3 separate regions of the Sus scrofa genome follow, and all the other regions are linked to region 1. A link is a contact called in public HiChIP or PLAC-seq data. All regions are on one chromosome and are shown on one strand. Each heading gives the region's core, a stretch centred on a gene start, on an enhancer-like site or on the middle of the called end of the contact. The rest is flanking DNA. Distances are from core to core; before and after follow the strand shown. Region 1 overlaps EXTL2 (exostosin like glycosyltransferase 2). Region 2 overlaps CDC14A (dual specificity protein phosphatase CDC14A). Region 3 has its middle 24 kb from the start of GPR88.

Evidence for each region. HiChIP or PLAC-seq counts read pairs in DNA pulled down with a chosen protein or histone mark.
Region 2: a contact with region 1 is called in an H3K27ac HiChIP or PLAC-seq map of alveolar macrophages. The contact joins two enhancer-like sites. A contact is called at or near these places in 1 of 47 Hi-C or Micro-C datasets (embryonic fibroblasts) and 1 of 2 datasets of contacts at active chromatin or transcription factors (alveolar macrophages).
Region 3: a contact with region 1 is called in an H3K27ac HiChIP or PLAC-seq map of alveolar macrophages. The contact joins two enhancer-like sites. A contact is called at or near these places in 1 of 5 promoter capture datasets (liver), 11 of 47 Hi-C or Micro-C datasets (alveolar macrophages, brain, fetal heart ventricle and 5 more) and 2 of 2 datasets of contacts at active chromatin or transcription factors (alveolar macrophages and skeletal muscle).

Annotation. Positions count from the first base shown.
Region 1 is chr4:117,411,201-117,414,383 of Sscrofa11.1, forward strand. It overlaps EXTL2 (exostosin like glycosyltransferase 2), which reads left to right. Exons shown (of 5, transcript NM_001243549.1): 3 at 1,291-1,718; 4 at 2,838-2,908. Among named protein-coding and RNA genes, the nearest start is that of EXTL2, 16 kb to the left of the region's middle. Within about 2 kb of position 1,696, at least 2 of the 83 cell types and tissues checked have an H3K27ac peak or open chromatin away from gene starts, as enhancers often do. A contact at or near this core is called in alveolar macrophages, where this site is marked.
Region 2 is chr4:117,633,392-117,636,574 of Sscrofa11.1, forward strand. CDC14A (dual specificity protein phosphatase CDC14A) reads right to left here. Exons shown (of 16, transcript XR_002343573.1): 16 at 2,458-3,183. Among named protein-coding and RNA genes, the nearest start is that of GPR88, 11 kb to the left of the region's middle. Within about 2 kb of position 1,645, at least 3 of the 83 cell types and tissues checked have an H3K27ac peak or open chromatin away from gene starts, as enhancers often do. A contact at or near this core is called in alveolar macrophages, where this site is marked.
Region 3 is chr4:117,597,673-117,600,855 of Sscrofa11.1, forward strand. No RefSeq gene overlaps it. Among named protein-coding and RNA genes, the nearest start is that of GPR88, 24 kb to the right of the region's middle. Within about 2 kb of position 1,734, at least 15 of the 83 cell types and tissues checked have an H3K27ac peak or open chromatin away from gene starts, as enhancers often do. A contact at or near this core is called in alveolar macrophages, where this site is marked.

The DNA of each region.
Region 1 (3,183 bases), core at 446-2,945:
TTCCTCTGCTACTAACAGCAGAGACCTTGTCTGTCTCGTTCATTGGTGTATTTGCAGAACTTAAAACAGCCGGGTAGAACAAGTGCTCAGTAATTGTTGAATTTCTTGAGGAAATTAACACATACCATGACATGCAAAGCACATAGTACAAGGCCTAATAAGTAATAAACCCTCTTAATTGTTGCTGCTACTGCTGCCATTACTGTATGTTTTGGTGATTAGGGTTCTGCTTATGATTTTATTTGGAAACAAGTTTACTACCAAAAAGGAAGTTTAAAGTTAATATTCTGAAATATAGGAGTTCCCGTTGTGGCGCAGTGGTTAACGAACCTAACTAGGAACCATGAGGTTGCGGGTTCAATCCCTGGCCTTGCTCAGTGGGTTAAGGATCTGGCGTTGCCGTGAGCTGTGGTGTGGGTTGCAGACACAGCTCAGATCCCGTGTTGCTGTGGCTCTGGCGTAGGCCGGCGGCTGCAGCTCCAATTGGACCCCCAGCCTGGGAACCTCCATATGCCATGGGAGCAGCCCTAGAAAAGGCAAAAAGACCAAAAAAAAAAAAAAAATTCTGAAGTACATACATATATATAAGTGTGTGTGTGTATATACATATATATCAGAACATCAAGTTGTGTACCTTAAATATATATAATTCTTAAGTATCAATGGTATCGCAATAAAGCTGCTTAAAGGATTAGTATACTACTAAGAGAAATATAATCGTGTTTAAGAAAAACACTCTCAGTTCCAAATTTTGAGTAGTAAAATACGAGCAAACATTAATAGACATTGCTAAATTCTTGCTGTTTGCGTGTAGCTGGTCTTTGGCTGCACCTTCACAGCAAGCAGGCTCAGAGGGAAGATAGATTCACTGTATGTTTTCTCTTTAGGCCAAATCACCTTATCAAAGAGGGAGAACCAAACTTGAACCAACTAAGGGAAGATTAACCTCTCTCCTGAAAAAAGCAAAAGCAGGGAGTTCCCGTCGTGGCTCAGCAGAAACAAATCAGACTAGTATCCATGAAGGTGCAGGTGTGATCCCTGGCCTCAACTCAGTGGGTTAAGAATCTGGCGTGGCCCTTGAGCTGTGGTGTAGGTCACAGACAAGGCTCAGATTCCACATCCCTGTGGCTGTGGTGTATACCGGCAGCTACAGCTCCAATCCCATCCCTAGCTGGGAGCCTCCATATGCCGCGGGAGCAGCCCTAGAAAAGGCAAAAAAAAATTAAAACCAAAACGAGGTAACTAGTAAGAATGCTAAGATTCCGCATTTAATTTCTGTTTCTCCCCCAGGTGTTACCACATCTGCAAAGTCCCTGGAAGAGTGATGGGGATTCGAGTGCTTCGTTTCTCCCTGGTGGTCATCCTTGTGTTACTGCTGGTGGCTGGGGCTCTGACCACTTTGCTTCCTAATATCAAAGAAGACAAGATGCTCGCTTTGCGAAGGGAGATCAAATCCCAGGGCAAGTCCCCGCTGGATTCCTTCACTCTCATAATGCAGACGTACAACAGGACAGACCTCCTGCTGAGACTTTTAAATCACTACCAGGCAGTACCGAACCTGCACAAAGTGATCGTGGTGTGGAACAACGTCGGGGAGAAGGGGCCGGATGAGCTGTGGAATTCCCTAGGGCCTCACCCTGTCCCCGTCATCTTCAAACCGCAGACAGCAAACAGGATGAGAAATCGACTGCAGGTCTTTCCTGAACTGGAAACCAGTGGTGAGTTGCAGCTGGGTTCTTAGCCTGACAGGGCTGCAGCTGGCCAGACCTGGGGGCTGGTGCGTGGCTTTGGGGCTGTCTCCTTGTCCTCATTGTCTGGAGAACACAGGGAGATTGAATCCTAAGAAAGCAAAAGAAAGAAAAAAAAAAAAAAAAGAAAGAAAGCATTTTGAAAAACCGAAAGGACAGTTTCTTCTAAGCTCCTGGGAAGACTGTCCTCATGCAACAGTGACAAGAGGTTAATGTTGTGAAAGCAAATATGCCATGATTACATGTTATTGCATGACCGGAAGGTGGTAAAATGCCACTGAACTGAAGCCGAATTTTTTGCCGCCTCCTTTTTCTCCCATTCATAGCAGTTATATGAGGGTGTAATTTAAAAGATCCTTGGGGGAGTTCCCATTGTGATGCAGCAGAAACAAATCTGACTGGTATCCATGAGAATGCGGGTTCAATCCCTGGCCCTGCTCAGTGGGTTAAGAATCTGGCGTTGCCGTGAGTGGTGGTGTAGAGGTTGTAGACAGGGCTCAGATCCCGAGTGGCTGCAGCGTAGGCTGGTGGCTTCAGCTCCAATTTGACCCTGGCCTGAGAACCTCCATATGCTGCTGGTGAGGCTCTAAAAAAAGAGAAGAAAAGAAAATATCTTTAGTTTTATTTCATGAATTTCTAGGATAATAGATGTTACCTATATGATAATTTCCCCTCAGGAAATTATAAAATCAATTATGATTTAAGCAAAAAAATTTTTCTTCTAGACAAATCTCTTCAAGAATACACTTTTTTTTTTTTTTTCTTTTTAGGGCCACACCCATAGCACATGGAGGTTCCCAGGCTAGGGGTTGGATTGGAGTTACAGCTGCTGGCCACGCCACAGCTGACCACAATGCCAGATCGTTCGCCCACTGAGCAAGGCCAGGGATCGAACCCACATCCTCATGGATCCTAGTCAGGTTCTTTCACCACTGAGCTACAGAGGGAACTCCAAGAACACACTTTCTAATGTGCTGATTGCATTCAGAAAATCTTTCCCTTGAAGATCTGCCAAGACCACCACCACTGCGTCTTCCTGGTTTTGTTTCCATTTCCAAACTGATTTAAAATGTTTTCCTTTCGTTTCAGCGGTGCTAATGGTGGACGATGACATGCTAATTAGCGCCCAAGACCTTGTTTTTGCTTTCTCTGTTTGGCAGGTAATGTTACCATATCCTTTATGAACTCATAATGTCTGCGCTGGTGTCAGCACGGTTTAATGTGGGAGTCACCCAAACCAGTGTAGACGGTAGCTTCCTAAAAGGTAGATGAATTTGTCATAAGGTCATCAGAGTTCTTGAGCTCAGTTGAGCTAACGTGATGGTGATGGTATCTTTTATCTATGTTCGGCTTACATTCAGTAGATTGTGGAGAAGTAGAACCGCCTTTCAAAGAACCATGAGAAAATGATCTAGCACATGGTAGAGCAAAGACT
Region 2 (3,183 bases), core at 395-2,894, 220 kb after region 1:
TATTTTTTAACAAAGTCAAAATGAACTGGCTGACTTACTCTCAAGTCTCTGGGACCGCTGTATCTTCCAAGTTATCTTTCTCAATACAAAAGGGCACATATTATATTTTATAGCTTGGTCTCCATTAGCTCTCAGTACAGGTCAGATTATGTATAAGATAGATGATAGCTAGGTAGATAAATAGATACACAGATAGGCAGGCAAATACTTACATGGACTATTATGCTATTCTGATCTCTGGTTTCAATTTGTCTTTTAAACTTTCTATTCCACATACCTGACATAATCATTTGGGGGGGAACTGGATGTCAAGACTGACAATCTCATTTGGAGACAATCTCTTCTTCTTTTAAAAAAATATTTTTAACCACTTTATTGAGGCATGGTTGACATATAAAAATCTGTATATATTTAATATATACAACTTGATGAGTTTGGAGGTAAGTAGACATCCGTGAAGACATCATTGCAAACTATGCCACAAACATGCCCATCACCTCCAGAAGTTCCTTTTCAAGCTCCTATATTATTATTATTATTTTGTGATAAGAACTCTTAACGTAAGGTCTACCCTCTTAGCAAACTAGTCAAAGGGCATGACGTTTCAGTTATACAAGACGAATACATTCTAGAGCTCTACTGCCCAGAACACAGCTTATAGTGGATAATCATGTATTATGATTTTCTAAGCCTTGAGTGAAAGAAGCCCTAATAAGGAATCCTGGGACTGGCTGAAGGTGGGCTTTCAAGGTAAACATGCCCAGCCCCGGGAAGACCCACGTCCTATGACATTTGAGAGGCTGCTCATCTCAGCTCTAAGTCCCATCATGAGTTGTCTCAAACTTTGGTGTCCAAGACCCCTTCCTTCCCACGCCTCCATGACACACCTGCTCCAGTCTTGGAAGCCACCTTAGGTCCTTTTGGGAGACAGCCGTAATACAAATAAATAAAAAAAACCGCATGTGATAGATCATTGCCCCTGATTCTGAAGTTTAATGTAAGCGTGGAGTCATTTCCACAGCGGACATGATTTGTTCTTCACGTGCAGTCCAGCTTCTCAAAAGAGCTTTGATCCACTTGATTCAAACCAAAAGAGAAACAGCAAGGGGCCAGGTGAGTCATGTCCATTCGGTGGTATGCAGGTGCAAGCAAGGCACGGTGAGTGAAAAGGTGAAAAAGTAATTAATTTAATTAATTGTCCATTTAAAACCAGTTCTAAGTAACTGGATTTTGCATTAAAAGCAGCCTTTCAATATAAGTTTCTACTTACACTCACCAAAAAAAGTTTTCAATTCTCTAAAAAGCTATTTTTCTCCTTCTTGAGATGATTATCATAATTCAATCCATAGAGCAGGAACGGGGTGGGAATATATTAACATTTCAATCCAGCTCAAAATAACTTAATGCAATTATTTTCTTTCCTTTCCCTGCCAGGGGTGCCACCTCCATGCAACCTATGTGTAAATAAAAAAAAGTTTTCTCTTCTGCCATAAACTGTATCACACTGTAATTGGAAGTCTAATTAATCTTCTGAGGAGATGGGCAGTGAGCAAATTCTTGCTTTGCCAAATGCTCCAAGGGGACCGCCGGGCTTTCAGAGGCGTTGACTCTGCCTTGCCAGGGCACCCTGAGAAACAGCACTGTCTTCTTACAGGACATGAAACACCACAGAGGGCTGTTCCGCTTACACACTGACAATTGGTTTAAGTAGAAACTTTTAACACAGTGATGGTTTAACACATGTCACCAAGGAAAGCTTACAAGTGAGAACAGTTTCAAGAAAACATGTTTGTGGAGCTTGTTGTTGGTAAACTCCTATTCCTGCTGTGACCTGAATCATAGATGGATACATACAGAGGGTAACCCCGCCAAGTAGGTTTTGAGCTTTAGAAATCGTCTGACATCTAAGGGTACAAAAAAAATGACCCATAGGTGAGAAATTTGTTGGCACTAGTTAACCGATTTTTTTATTTTTTTCCCGTAAGAAAACTTCTGCAGAAAAAGATTCTCTGCCCTTCTAGACAGGTTCATGAATTCGTAAGAAATCTCCTTCACTAAGATCTGGTCCCATGACAAGCTCGATACCCCAACCGTCTCATGCAGTGTTGTAAGAACAGCTAATTGGCAGGTTCCCAACTCAAGAAGCGAAACTATCTTTCCACCCACAACCTTTCCTACGTGTTCTGAAAAATTTTTAAAGACAAAAGAGAAGGGAAGAAACTCAGAAACATCACAACCCAAAGAGACCCAGTTTAATATATAAAATACCTCCAACAAATCATGCAGCTGTTCCTCCCAAGCCAGCTCTTCAGGGTATAGATCCAACAGCAGCAAGGTTTGTGCCATCGGCTTTATTTCTATAATTTCTCCTTTAAGAAAGACGGCTAGTCTTTCTCTAAAGGAATGTATGACCAGTATATTGTACAACAGTCATAAATGATCAAGTAGGACCCTAAACACTGATCATGAATACTGTTTTATTAGCAAAAAGGAAAATTATAGATAGCGAAAGACAGTAAGAGCCTGACATTAGTTGACTCTTGTGAAATTCAAACTATAAGAGTTCTTTGTGCTTGCTGCCACATATTTCAGGAAATGGCCACAACCTGGAAAGTCAATAAAAGATAAACTAAAAATCTGGAATGGAAAACTGGAGAAACTCGAAAGGCACCAACCAGAGATACAGAATTATAAAGAAACTTCAGTACATTGATAACTCCAGATCCAAATTATAAAAGCCAAGGAAACTGTAAATTGCGTAAAACTTTTATTATGTATTAGCAGTGTATTCTTCTACACTTTAAAATAGAACAAAATATCTTTTTTGAAGGTAAACTATTCATAACAAAATACATGTCAAATGATTTTTATTATTGGAGTAGAATCGCTTTGCTATATACTTTCTATATTATACACATATACTTCGTGGTTTGTCTATGTATGTACATGTGTATAAATAATTTTAAGACATACCCATGTAGATACATATGACTAATATACACACATAATTATGGAAAATTTACAGTAGTCAAATGTACAATCATTTCATAGCTGCGCATGAATCAGTGTGTTCATAGAACTGAATCTGTCAATATGGTTCCCTTTCTCCCACTTCTCAAATGTTATCTGAATTACTTTTCACTGATAATTTAAAAAAAAATACTATCCTCTTCCTATACAATT
Region 3 (3,183 bases), core at 484-2,983, 190 kb after region 1:
CCCTAGCCTGGGAATTATCATATGCCGCAGCTTCGGCCCTAAAAAGCAAAAAAAAAAAAAAAAAAAAAAAAAAAAGAGAGAGAGATAGAGATTGTTCTAAAATTTCTAGCATAAGTAATAAATCAGGTGCTTTGGTTTATCTAGGTAAGAAAAACTGGTTGAGATGGGAAAGAGGCTTTAGAGGTAAAAAGGCAAAGGTTTTGATTTAGCTATCTTAAGTTGGACATATCAAGTAAATATCAACGAATCTAGAGTTCAGGGGTTCAGGGGCTGGATATAAAAATGTATCAGTGAGAGTGGACAAGGCAACCTAGGAGGAAAGCTCAGAGCATCCTTCCTTCTTTCCCTGTGGGAAACGAAGAGGGCCTGAAACTGACTCTGAGAAGCAGATTAGAGATGGACACGTCCGAGGAAACTGAGAAATGGAGAAAGCCATAAAGTATGACAACAGAAAATCCAGGAAAGGAGAGGGTTTTATTAAAAAAAGGGAGTTGTTGGAGCTCCCCGGTGGCTCAATGGGTTAAGGATCTGACGTTACCACTGCTGTGGCATGGATTCAATTCCTGGCCCTGGAACTTCCGCATGCTGGGACGGTGGCCAAAAATTTTTTAATTAATTTTTTTTTAAATGGAGTTGTTAATATGTCAGATGTTGCTGAGAGGTCAAATAACAGGGGTGAGTGAGGTCACCAAAGCCGCTTCATTCCAGGGACTCCAGGAGGCTTTCACCTGTTAAAGACCCTCCCACCCCGTTCCCACATGTGGGAAATTCGTCTGCAGTTACACCTTCATTCCTTTTCTGATGCCATTCAAAGCCCGTCAGTGAAATATCACAGGGAATTCTTTCCAGCCCCTGGAGGGAATAAGTTTCAGATGATTTCTGGGTACCGGACATTTAATAAGGAAGAGGAAAAAGAGAGGTGTGCGGGGCGGGGGGTGGGGTACTTTCAAAGGAGGGGAGAGGGAAAAGCAGAAATGATGGGAGACATCAAATAGCACAAAGAACAGCCCAGGGCCTGAGCCCTGCACACGGTCACTTCTGTTTAAAATGGTATGCTGGCTGACGTTTGATTTGATAAATGACTATAACATCACCCTTACATTTCCTCAGGGCGTAAACAAGTGTTCCCTTTATATGTGATACCCTATGGGTAATGAGGTCCTTTTTGTTCTTCATCATTTTTTAAAGTTTTATGGAAGTAGAGTTGATTGACAATGTTGGGGTCATTTCTGCTGTGTAACGACATGATTCAGTTATACGCGTACACACAGCCATTCTCTTTCAGGTTCTTTTCCCGTCTAGGTTATCACAGAAGAGGTTCTTTTCTTTCTTTTTAGGGCCGCACCTACGGCACATGGAAATTCCCAGGGTAGGGTCCAATTGCAGCTGCAGCTGCCACCCAGCCACCGCCACAGCCACTCAGGATCCGAGCTGCATCTGCAGCCTACACCGGAGCTCAGGGCAACACCAGATCCTTCACCCACTGAGCGAGGCCAGGGATCGAACCTGCATCCTCATGGATACGAGTCGGGTTCGTCACCCACTGAGCCACCATGGGAACTCCCGCAGAAGACGTTCTTAACATGCTCTGTTTACAGTCTTTATACCTCCGTCCTCCCCGAGGAGGTATTAGGGTCATAATTAAGAACAAAACTCCTGTTAACATGTCAACACTACTTGCTGCGACCCTTTGGCTCGTGGAGATGTGGGGAATGAGAAACACACAGCTGGTGACGTGTGTCTTTGGACCAACCCACACCCCTCAGGAGTGTGCATTTGCCAGAAGGAGGGCTCCCTTCCTAGGCGAGCACTGGATCAACGTGGATTCTAACCAACGCACTTCAGCCTGAACCCACTGGAGGTCCACGGCCTCATGCTCTTAAATCTCCTTTGATCTTTCACGGATCCTGAGGGGACACTAAGCCGGAAAACTGGTTCACCTTTAGTGTCAAACGTTTCCACAGTTACGTGGGTTCCAACCATCTGATGGGGAGGAGAAACGTCATTCATCAGAGGACTTAATTCTTTAGAAACCCTGCGTGCACGGGTCTTTAGAGGAACAAAACACAGGAAGTCAGCATCCTCTCCCCTACTTGTGGTTAGAAAAACAATGATGTCAGATAGCAAATGTTTCTTAACAGAAAATTCCACTCAGATGAATGAATAAACAATGAATGAAGGAGCAAAATAATGAATGAAAGAAAAGGGACATGTTATAAATTGATTATAGGAGTTCCTGTTGTGGTGCAGTGGAAACGAATCCGACTAGGAACCATGAGGTTGCGGGTTCGATCCCTGGCCTCGCTCGGTGGGTTAAGGATCTGGCATGGCCGTGAGCTGTGGTGCAGGTCACAGACGTGGCTCAAATCCCGAGTTGCTGTGGCTCTAGGGTGGGCCGGCAGCAACAGCTCCAATTAGACCCCTAGCCTGGGAACCTCCCTATGCCTCGAGTGCAGCCCTAGAAAAGACAAAAGACTAAATAAATAAATAAATAAAAATTGATTATAGCTTACTCCAGATATTGTTTGGGAGGGGGGTGTGTGTGTGCTGTGACTCCTTCCAGACTCAAACAGGCATGAGATGGGGACAGATAGGACAGGAATGCAGGAAAAAGATACAGAAAGTATAAACAAAGAGACCTTGGCCCCTGGGTAGTGGTGCTGACTATTCTGGACCTTCGTCCTTGTGGAGTCTTTTAGGCGATCACAGCCAACTCCTCTCAAATCCCTTATCTGAGGATGGAACTTCCCTGACTGTGCAAAAAGGAGACAGCTGATGTCCTCCCTAAGGAGGCATTTTTGAAAAGCAAGCATTTCCCCTGTTCAGGGCAAGCCCCTCCAGAGAAGGTTTGCTTTCCTGAGGAGGCTCCAAACATCCAGCCAGACTCTCTGGCCCTGGAGTCTAAACAAGGAGAAAAGTCAACCCGATTCCCTTACAAAACAAAACACACACACACAATCCCCAAAACCCTTTCACTTGGAGCCTAGAGGATGACAAAGCAGGGGTGGTCAATACACGCGAGGACCAGCGAAGAGCCGGGAGCCTCGGAGCCCCCCTAATGTGACAGTGAAGCCAGAACTGTGATTTGGCTCTCGGGTGATGTGCCAGGCAGAAGTGCCCTCATTTCTTAATTAATCAGTGGTATTTTGACTTCATCAGCAGCATTTCCTATGGAAGCGCTAG